2 separate regions of the Mus musculus genome follow, and region 1 is linked to region 2. Evidence: chromatin contacts called from public Hi-C data. All regions are on one chromosome and are shown on one strand. The core of a region is the stretch at or near the end of the contact, and the rest is flanking DNA. Distances in the headings are between cores, read along the strand shown.

Region 1 (5,648 bases), core at 2,584-5,083, 65 kb before region 2:
GCTTTATTGTATTTTGAGACAGGGTCTGGTGTCACTGTATTGCCAGCCCAGCCTTGCTTTGAATATTCTATATAGCTGTATCTAGTTGAGTCATGGCAATCCTCCTGCTTCAGCTTCCTGAGGGCTAGGATTGCAGGTGTGTATGCTTGTACCACACTTAGGTTGTATATGTGTGGATGCACAGAAGGACGATCTGTAGAGCTGGGTCTCCTTTTGTCCTGCGGGTCCTGGGAGTTATTTTCCTTTTGAAAATTGGAAGCTGCCAGTATCTAAACAACAGCTTACAACTGTCTGTAACTCCAGTTCCAGGGCAGCTGACACCCTCACATACACATACAAGCAGACAGAACACCAATGCACATAAAATAAAAATAAATGAATCGGGCTGGTGAGATGGCTCAGCAGGTAAGAGAACTGACTGCTCTTCCGAAGGTCCCAAGTTCAAATCCCAGCAACCACATGGTGGCTCACAACCACCCGTAATGAGATCTGACATCCTCTTCTGGTGTGTCTGAAGACAGCTACAGTGTACTTATGTGTAATAATAAATCTTAAAAAATAAAATAAAATAAAATGAAATAAATGAATCACTAAGAATTTAAAAAATGTTACAAAAACAAAACAAGCCAGGCAGTGGTAGTGCACACCTTTAATCCCAGCATTTGGGAGGCAGAGGCAGGCGGATTTCTGAGTTCGAGGCCAGCCTGGTCTACAGAGTGAGTTCCAGGACAGCCAGGGCTATACAGAGAAACCCTGTCTTGAACAACCAAAAATAAAAAAAATAGAAATTAAAAAAAATTTATACTCGGAAAATCTATTTCATTGGATTTTAATATAAACACTATTTTTAGAGCAGTGGTTCTCAACCTGTGAGTCGTGACCTCCTTGGGGGGGTGTCACCTATCAGATATCCTGCATCTCAGATATTTACATTATGATTCATGACTGTAGCAAAATTAGTTATGAAGTAGCAACAGAATAATTTTATGTTTAGGGCTCTCCACACACGGGGAACTGTACTAAGAGTCCCTGCACTAGGGAGCCTGAGAACCATTTAGGGGGAAAGGAGGCATCCAAAAGTTAGTGATATTACTTATTCAAGTTTGGCTTTCTTGTTCTATGCCTTTAGTAGTGATCCTTGCTTCTTGAGCGTCTCACTATTTTCCTAGGCTGGACCCCACCTTTGGGGCCTTCCCACCTCAGCCTTCAGAGCACCAGGGACTGAATACATGTGGCACCGTGCCCCATGGTTTTTGTTTGTTTTTTTTTGAGACAGGGTTTTTCTATATAATAGAGCCCTGGCTGTCCTGGAACTCGCTCTATAGACCAGGCTGGCCTTGAATGCAAGGAAATCTGCCTGCCTCCCGACTGCTGGGATGAAAGACTTGTACCACCACCAGCCAACAGATTAAAACATTTTAAAGAAAATTATGCTTCTGTGTGTGGGCAGGTACCCCGAGAGGCAGAAGAGCGCCTCAGACTCCCTAAAACTGGAGTCAGACTATTGTTAGCTGCCATGTGGGTGCTGGGAAGCAACCTGTGGTCCTCCTGAAGGCAGCCACTGCTCTTTACCACCAAGCACTCTCCAGCCCTCTCCCTGTCTTTTAAAAACATGTATCTTGGGGCTGGAGAGATGATTCAGTAGTTCAATGCCTCCTGCTTTAAGAGGACTAGAGTTTGGCTCCCAGCACACGTCTGGTAGCTCATGCTGCCTGTAACTGCAGGTCCAGAGGATCTGATGTCCTCTTCTGACCTCTGCCAACTGTGCCATACACTCTCAGAGACATATATTCATCAGACAAATACAAATTAAAGAAAAAAAGTCTTTACAATGTCAATATCCCTCTCCTCAGGTCGAGGCTGTAACTGATGTGGTAGAAGTTAGCGATGCTGTGGACAAGCTGTGGCCTGTACGAAGGGAGCCCGTCTGGAGTTGTGCTTCACAGAGCTTGGAAATGCATTAGCATTTTCCAAGTCAGCCTTCAAACAGGGACTCAGCACCAGTAGCTCTCCAGGGAGCACTGAGACTGTCAGCTGTACCAGGAACTGCGCAGGCATTCAGCCTTTTGGAGTGAGCAGCTACCATGTTCTCTGGCCCTTCAGCACTGATCACTCTTAGACTACCCAGCCCTATAGTTTAAGTCAATCCAGTAAATCTTCTTTTAAAAAAGATTTATTATATACACAGCATTCTACCTGCATTTATGTCTGGAGGCTGGAAGGGGGCACCAGATCACATTACACAGATGGTTGTGAGTCACCACGTGGTTGCTGGGAATTGAATTCAGGACTTCTGGCAGAGCAGCCAGAACTCTTAACCTCTGAGCCATCTCTCCAGCCCCAGTAAATCTTTTTATATTTTCTTGGCTCACTTCCGCTAGAGAACCCTGTAGACATATCTATATCCTGGTGACTTTGTCAGGTAACTATGGTTGAGTTCACCTAGGACACCTTCTTTGGCGCATTTTTAGAGCTCAGTAAACTCCTGGGCCAGTGGTAAAATTTCAGACTTAAAGTCCAAGTGCAATGATTAGACTCAACGCATGTGCCAAGGGTTTGATTCCCAGGACTGCAGGAAATATATAAACAAATGATGATAAAGTCCAAACAATTTTCAGGTCTATGAAATCACCCTATAAATACACCTTTAAACAAAAACAAATAAAATGCTTTATTACCTTTTCTTTTAAATAAGCTCATTTTTGCTCAGAGAATACTGTAGAAGAGGCAGGAGAGAGTATTGTAGGAGCCATAGGGGTCATGAACACCACAAAAAAGCCCAGAGAATCAACTAACCAGGCAGGACTCATAGGGGCTCAGTGAGACAGAACCGGCAGTCAGGCAGCGTGAACCGGTTTGACCTAAGTCCCTGCATCTGTGTTAGGACTGGGTAACTTGGTCCTCTTGTGGGACCCCTAACAGTGGGAGCAGGGGCTGTCTCTGACTCTTTTGCCTGCTTTTGGGACCCCTTTCCTCCTACTGGCTTGCTTCATATGAGGGAGGTGCCTAGTCTTATTGCAACTTGATATAACATGTTAGGTTGATATCCCCGGGAGGCCTGCCCTTTTCTGAAGGGGAACTGGGGAGGAGTGAACCAGGGGGAGAGAAGAGGTGAGAGGCTGGGGGAGGAACTGGGAGGAGAGGAGGGATGGGAAACTGGTTAGGGTGTAACATGTGAGAAAATAAATAAAGATGAGAGAAGTCAGAAAAAAAAGCTCACTATTCATGTGGATGTATGTCTGTGCACGAGTCCTCAAAAGGCCAGAAGAGGTGCTGGGTCCCCCGGAACTGACCTCATAGACAATGTGAGCTGCCAGACATGGGTACTGGGAACAGAACTCTGGTCCACTGAAAGACTAGGAATCAGTTAAATATCTTTTATTTTTTTTTAAGACTAATGAAAACTAAATGTGATTGTGTAACTTATAATTTTAATGCTACTAGATTTACTTTATAAAACAGAAAACCGTCTCCCAAGAACAGCCAATGATTTTTTTTTTGTTGTTACTTATCAAACACAGAAAAAAAGTTTTACCATTGTTCCTCTTTGTTAACAAGTTCCACAACAGTATTTTTTGTAGTCCATGGCCTGCTGACACCAGAAATAGATACCCAAACCCTAGCGACGGTGACTTCCACACTCAGGCTTCCTGCTGCTGGGGCTTCTCTGGTAAGGAAAAGGACCTAGCCAATGATGTATTGCCTGCCCCAGCTCTCTAGGCAGCCAGGCTTCCTTAGGCTGAAATAAGTTTTTCCTAATGACACAGAGTGTATAAAACACCTTCTAGGAAACTGTGGTGGCGATGCCTACGTGCTTGCTTGCTCACTCTCTCTCTCTCTGTATACCCTGAGGGTGCAGGGCCCCTCCCATCCCTGAGAACTCTAGGGACATGTGTGGCACATGATGCTTCATTTGGCCTTCTGATCTCAATTCAAAGACTGGGCATCCTGCCAGGGACACAGAGGTTTGCAAGGGAGCCCAGAAGTCCCTGGGCAGCTGCCAATCCCAGTGTCCTCCTCTCAGGTGAGAAACAGCCAGAGGTCGTGCAGCTGGTGAGTCAGGCGCTGACCTCCAGACTCTCTGGCTTCTCGGTGGGTACATCCCAACCCACCACACCTTCAGCTTGTGTTAATGTAGCCCTCAGTTCCCCGCATTCCTCTTTAGAAACTCAGTGGACAGCAGTGCATCTCCCAAACAGAGATCGCCGCGCAGCATCGCCAAGCAATCCCGGGCCTCTACGCTGGCTCTGGAGCGCTCAGGTTCTTTTGCTTTTCTGTATATTCTTCTAGTCGGAGAAGCCACTTGGCCCAATACTTGGAACAGAGCTCTTCATCCATGAAGTGAGGGTGCGCAGGGGACCCATCCTTATAGGCCACCACAATTAATCCACACTGAACCTACAGAGAAACACAGTGCAGCTTCAGCACTTCCTCTCGTGCCAGGGCAAATTAGCCAGTGCTAAGCATGCTATAGGAGTATCTCCAAACCCACTGCTAAGATGGGCCGGTTAAAGACTGCACCAGGACACAGGAGAGCACAAAGATGGCCGACAGACCCTGAAGAATGGACCGTGCTCACGAAGCAGCAAAGCAAGGCAAAAACCCAAACCAACCAAACAGCAGCAGTAGCCCAGGAGGGGAGGAGAGTGCGCTGTAGTTAGAGAACGCTGAACAGCAGTAAGCAGTGCTTTAAGTACGAGTAAAACCCAAACCACCACAACCAGCTTATCACGCAGGAGCTCATGTTCTGACCTGAAAACTGTAGTGGGCATCATGGTTTACGGCACCCATGTACGCCACAACTTGCAGCGGGTTGTCATATGTATTTCGAATTAAAGGTTTTGGTTTTTCTGATGTCTTCCAATCAATCACACACAGCTTGCCCCTAAGGAGAATCCAGAGGAATTCTTTGTAAGTAGCAGTTCAAACTGAAAACTCAGGCCACCAAGATGGCTCAATGGGTAAAGGCGCCCTGCTGGCAAGCCCACAGACCCAAGCACAGTGCCTGGGACTCAAACGGTAGGAGAGCAAACTCCCGAGGTTGTGCTCCAATCTCGACTTGCAAACTGTGGTGTGAGAACCTACACATATGTACATGTACACACACAAACACACACACACACACACACACACACACACACACACACACTCACACACTCCAAATAAACACATAAACAAACAAACAAGGGGCTGGTGAGATGGCTCAGTGGGTAAGAGCACCCGACTGCTCTTCTGAAGGTCCGGAGTTCAAATCCCAGCAACCACATGGTGGCTCACAACCATCCGTAACGAGATCTGATTCCTTCTTCTGGAGTGTCTGAAGACAGCTACAGTGTACTTACATATAACCTATAAATAAATCTAAAAAAAACAAAACAAACAAACAAATAAATAAATAGGTAGATTATGCATGTATGTAATTTAAAATCCTATAAAACAGAAAAACTACTAAGTTAATTCCTGTGTTAAGTTCTTTGGTTTTGGTTCCTCGAAGACTGTTGCTTTTATCCTCTACTTTCCAAAGCAGGCTTTACTTCTTAGGATTAGAAAAGCATGACAGGCGTGGTCTTCATGCCTATAATTCTAACAGCTATGATGTTGAGGCAGGAGAATAACCATGAGCTCAAAGCCAGCCTGTGCTACAGAGT
Region 2 (5,346 bases), core at 5-2,504:
ACTGTACACCTTCTGACGATCCTCAGAAAATAATGTCCCTTTCTCTTATCAGCAGGGACAGGAATCGGTTTCTCAGTCTGAAAGAATAAATTCTGATAGTAATATTCCAGGTAAGAAGAAAAAAAAAAAATCTAGACGCATCCAAGGAGCCTGGTTTAGCTCCCAGGAACCACTGCTATTAGCTCTTTCTTTTCACAAACAGGGGGAAGGGTTGAAGGCGGAGGACTTGAAGCAGAGGGGGAGCTACAGAGAGAATAATGGCTAACACTGGGGCCCAGAATGAGCAGAGGCCGGGAAAAGCGCTGAAGGCGACGGAGCGGGCTTTTAAATCGCTTACTTAAAAAACTCTCATTTGTTTCTCTGACACTTAAAAAAAAAAAAAAAAAAAAGGTGCCCACTGTGGAAAAAAAAAAAAACCCAAGGAACAAAGAAGAAAATAGCAAAGCCCTAGTCGATGCAGCCCTGATAATCTTGCAGGCACATGCCTTGCCAGCCGCCAGAAAAGCTCTTTCCAAACTGCTCTGGAAGTAGGAAACTAGCAGAGAAAGCCCCAGCTTCCCTGGGGGACGGTGAGGTCACACTAGCAGAAGCCAGCCCCGAGGACAGCTTTTTTTGTCTTCCTCCTTCACTCTGACGGGGCTGTGTCTGTAGGCCGGGAGGGACAAGCAGCCGGGCACCTTGGAGAATTCAGATCTGCTGCTGTCATATTTGTGGGGCTCTCAGACTGCCTCCATATGTGTGGAGCTAAGAGAGGAGTTCCCTGATTTTTAAAGATAAAAAGGAAGGAGAGTGGGATGCAAACCCTGCCTGTACTTCTTGCTTAGACAGGGGCAACATGCAGGCTAGAGCCAGGTCAGGAAGAACCTTCCCTGAGGACAGAGCTGGGGTCAGGGCGCGCGGGGTGGGCGTGGGAACAGGAGGGGCCCAGGAACAGGTTCTGTCAAATCACTGTCCTCAAGGGTCTGTGCAGCCCTAGGGACAGACCTGGGGACATCCTTGAGCCTGTGGGTTGATATAGGCAGCTGTAGCAAGTATAAGAGGGGGACCAGGTACCCATAGTGAGTCTGTCTGACTTTTGGGGTCCAGATTACCCTATGGTGGGGGGCTCCAGGGCACGGTGGGGAGGGGCTGAGAAACAGCTCTCGGGAACTGGGTCTGAAGGGCTGGGAAATGGTGGTACCTTCCAGCATGCTCACGGTAGATTTAACTGTGCACATACTGTGTGGTGTCTTTAAAACAGCCCAGGCGAACCTTCAACCAGAGGATTATCTCTGGGGGGGACAAAGGAGGAAAGAGAGGGCAAGGTAAGCGAGACAGCATGCAGCCTGTGACTCAGCCACTAGGAGGTGACCTCTGACCCTGCCTCTGTGTGCTCATGGCTTTGTATATCTCTGTGGTATGTGTGTGTGTGTGTGTGTGTGTGTGTGTGTGTGTGTATGTGTGTGTGTATGTGTGAGTGTGTATGTATGTGTGTATGTGTGTGTGTATGTGTGTGTGTGTGTATGTGTGTGTGTGTGTGTGTATGTGTGTGTGTGTATATGTGTGAGTGTGTATGTATGTGTGTGTGTATGTGTGTGTGTGCTCATTGGGTCTTTTAGAGTATGGGACAACAGGACAGTGAGGAATGGCCCATGATGGATTTGTATGCTCCTTAATAAGACTATTATTATTTTGGCTTTTTGGGACATGGTTTCACTGTGTAGCTCTGGCTGTCCTGGAGCTCACTGTGTTGAGCAGGCTGGCCTCGAACTCACAGAGATCCTTCCTTCTGCCTCTGTGTGCACTACCATGCCTGGCCAAGGCTATCTTATTTTATTTTTTTAAATTGTGGTAAAACATAGAACTTTAGAGTTGAGGATGTAGCTTAGTGGTAGAGCCCTTGGCTAGGACACACGAGGACCTGAATTCGATCCCAGTATCAGACAAACGAAAGCATGAAGCAATGACTTTATAGCCTTTACATTGCTGAGTGCACACGACACTGTTAATGAGGTACACCACGTGTCTAGGTTTCCAGAATGTGTCACCTTGTAAAACTGAAACTCTCCACACTGTGGAACAATTCCCCAGTTCCTCCTTGCCCAGGCCCTGGTGACCACATCCTATTTTCTGTCTCTCTATATTTGACTGTTCTAGGAACCTTGCATAAATGACATCCTGCAGTTTTATCCTTCTGTGACTGACATTTGGCATAATGTCCTGAAGTCCCATCCGTCTTATGGAGTATAACTGAATTTTCCTCTTTTTCCTTTTGTTTCCAGAGATGATTTTGCAATTTCGCCTAATCTGGTTTAGAACTCACTGTGGAGTCCAGCCTGGCTTTGAACTCATGGTCTTCCTGCCCCGGCTTCCTGAGTGCTGGGATTGCAGGTGTGGGCCGCTCTGCTTGGTTACATTTCATTCTATTTGTGGCTGAGAACTTCCCGGTGTCTATGTATTGATTGCCTTTACTGCTTCATCTGCTGGTGACTATTTAGTTTTCTTTTACCTCTTGGCCATTGTCACTGTTGCTGCAATAAACACAAACATGCAAGTATCTTTTCAAGAGTCATTTTCAGTCTTTGGATATATCCCTGTTGTTTTTGTTTGTTTGTTTGTTTGTTTGTTTGTTTTTTTGTTTTTTTTTGTTTTTTGTTTTTAGTTTGTTTGGGCAGCTACAACACAAAATCTTGGACTAGGTTTTATTTTTTAATTAGAAAAAAATTATATCTCAGTGTGGTGGTATATGCCTTTCGTCTCAGCACTCAGGTAGCAGAGAAATGCTGAGAGCTCTATGAATTCAAGGCTAGCTTAGTCTACATAACAAGTTCCAGGCCAGCCAGAAATACACAGTGAGACCTTGTCTCAAACAAATAAACAAACAAAAACCAAAAAACAGGGCTGGGCTGGAGAGATGGCTCAGTGGTTAAGAGCACTGGTTGCCCTTCCAGAGGTCCTGAGTTCAATTCCCAGCAACCACATGGTGGCTCACTACCATCTGTCATGGGATCTGATGCCCTCTTCTGGCATGCAGATATACATGCAGACTGAGTATTCATCTACACAAATAAATGTTAAAAAATCGTAAAAAACAAAAACCAACACACACACACACACACACACACACACACACACACACACACACACACAAACCCAAAAACAAAACAAAAACCCAAAGACTTATTTCTTTGTTTATGTGGATGGTGTTTTGCCTGCATGTGTTAATGTGTACCACATGAGCACCCTGGACCCATGGAGGTCAGAAGAGGGCATTGGATTCCCTGGACCTGGAGTTACAAGCATTTGTGAGCTGTCATGTGGATGCTGGGAACTGAACCTGGGTCCTCTGCAAGAGCAACAAGTGCTCTTACCCACCGTGCAGTGGCCCCGACCTCTAGATTAGGCAATTTTAAATAAGAGAACTTTATTTCCCATAGCCTGGAGGCTAGGGAATCCTGAGTCTCAGCCTCTGATGCCTCGTGAGGGCTTTCTCGGTGTCTTCTGGGAGGAGGGTCCCTGTGTCCTGCTGAGGCAGTCAGAAGGGCAAGCTGGGTAAGTATTGCTGCATGAGTTTCTTAGAAGGGCTTTGAACCTGCCCACGGGGAAACCTTCAAGACTACCCACCTCTTCCTCAAGTTGGGATTTCTCTGTGTAACATAACAGCCTTGGGTGTCCTGGAACTCTTTTTATAGACCAGGCTAGCCTCAAACTCAGCGATCCTCCTGCCTCTGTCTTTTGAGTGCTGGGACTTAAAGGCATGTGCCATCACACCCGGTTGAGTCCCCACCTTTTTTTAAAAATATTCATTTTATTTATTCACTTTACATCCCTATCTCAGCCCTCCCTCCTCTCCTCCCAATCCCACCCTCACAAACCCCTCCTTCCATTACCCCTCCCCTTCTCCTTAGAGAAGGAGAAGCCACTCATGGCTGCCACCACACCCTGGGACATCTCAGCAGGGCTGAGTGCATCCTCTCCCACTGAAGCCAGACAGGGCAGCCCAGGTACGGGAAGGGGATCTAAAGGCAGGCAACAGAGTCAGAGACAGTCCCTGTTCCAATTGGTAGGAAGACCCAGCTTCACATCTGCGGCAAATGTGTGTAGGGGGCCTGAGTCCAGCCCATGCATCTTTGGTTGGTAGTTTAGTCTCTATGAGGCTCCAGGGCCCCAGGTTTGTTGACTCTGTAAGGTCTTCTTGCCATCTCCTTGACCTCTCCAGCTCCCTCCCCCACTCTTCCACAAGACTCCCTGAGCTCTGCTGCTGAATGTTTGGCTGCGGGTTTCTGCATCTGTTTGGAATCCGTACCTCTTCGTCACACTGGCCTCACTTGAAATGTGGAGAAAATGTATTTAAACCACAGCAACCTAGAAGTGGGACTGTTAGAGTATATATAGTATTATCTTAAAAAATGTTCAGCAACTTCTATCACTGTTGTCTGGAGTGACTATAGCATTTTATTGAGACAATTTTGAGATGTATTCTGCACTCTTCCCGCCCCCAGGAGGTCCCTCCTGATATCTTAGTCAGATCATGAACCCTTCTCTCCCTGGCTTGCATCTCTACCCTGCATCCTGTTTACTTCATGGACTTGCCACCCAAATTTACTACAAGCATCAAGTTTTCATCATGGTCTCTTCTGTTGGGGACTCAAGTCAAGGCCTGCCGCTTGCTTCAGGTTATGGAGTTCCTAAGTGGCTATTCTGAGCATCTATTGCTGTGTAATGAACTGCCACACAATCTGGTAGCTTCAGATGTCCTCATTTATCACCCTGCTTCTGTAGGTTGACTGGGTTTGACTGGGTGATGGGTTTTTTGTTGCGGGGTGGGTGGGGGGCATCCAACATGGGTATAGGTAGATTGTCTGGAGATAGAGGCATCTGTAGGCTCTACTGAACTGGTTGCCCAGAACAGCCAGGAGTTCAAGGTCGACAGGCAGGACAAGAGCCTGCTAAAGGATTCTTTTGGAATAGCACGGGGTTACCTCTACCACATTCTTGTAAAAGCAGTACTTTCAGGCTCTCTCAGCAGGAGACATGGAGAGATGAATCATGTAATGGTTTGAATATGAGAGGGCACCTTAAGCTCTTGTTCCTAGATAGTGGTCACAAATTCAAGATGCGGGGCCTAGCTGGAGGAGCTGGCTGATGAGGGCAGGTCCTACGAGCATATCTTGTCCTTAACCCCCTCCTATCTGTGTGTCTCTGTGCTGACTGATTGGCCTCTGTGAGCAGCTTTGCTCCTCAGAGTGCCCTACTTCACTACTGGCCCACAGCGATGGAGCAAGCTGGCCCTGGACTGACAGCAGGAGCCAAAGACTGTGCGGGAGAAGAACATCTGGACATCTGGATAGGACAGGTTTTTTTTGG

What was found. Hi-C and Micro-C count contacts between places; a contact is called where the count stands out from the background.
Region 1: a Hi-C map of CD8 T cells shows a contact between it and region 2, with 2.2 times the contacts expected there. The contact joins two enhancer-like sites. A contact is called at or near these places in 1 of 15 datasets of contacts at CTCF or cohesin (large pre-B cells), 24 of 484 Hi-C or Micro-C datasets (B cells, the Ba/F3 cell line, CD4 T cells and 14 more), 8 of 115 datasets of contacts at active chromatin or transcription factors (the 230-238 cell line, CD8 T cells, the HPC-7 cell line and 3 more) and 4 of 9 other capture datasets (adipose tissue, bone marrow-derived macrophages, liver and 1 more).

What each region holds. Positions count from the first base shown.
Region 1 is chr2:144,278,231-144,283,878 of GRCm38.p6, reverse strand. Mgme1 (mitochondrial genome maintenance exonuclease 1) reads right to left here. Exons shown (of 5, transcript NM_028984.5): 4 at 4,753-4,885; 5 at 2,652-4,398. The coding sequence ends at 4,237. Among named protein-coding and RNA genes, the nearest start is that of Mgme1, 10 kb to the right of the region's middle. Within about 2 kb of position 3,833, at least 47 of the 459 cell types and tissues checked have an H3K27ac peak or open chromatin away from gene starts, as enhancers often do. A contact at or near this core is called in bone marrow-derived macrophages, where this site is marked.
Region 2 is chr2:144,210,684-144,216,029 of GRCm38.p6, reverse strand. No RefSeq gene overlaps it. Among named protein-coding and RNA genes, the nearest start is that of Banf2os, 5.5 kb to the right of the region's middle. Within about 2 kb of position 1,254, at least 146 of the 459 cell types and tissues checked have an H3K27ac peak or open chromatin away from gene starts, as enhancers often do. A contact at or near this core is called in bone marrow-derived macrophages, where this site is marked.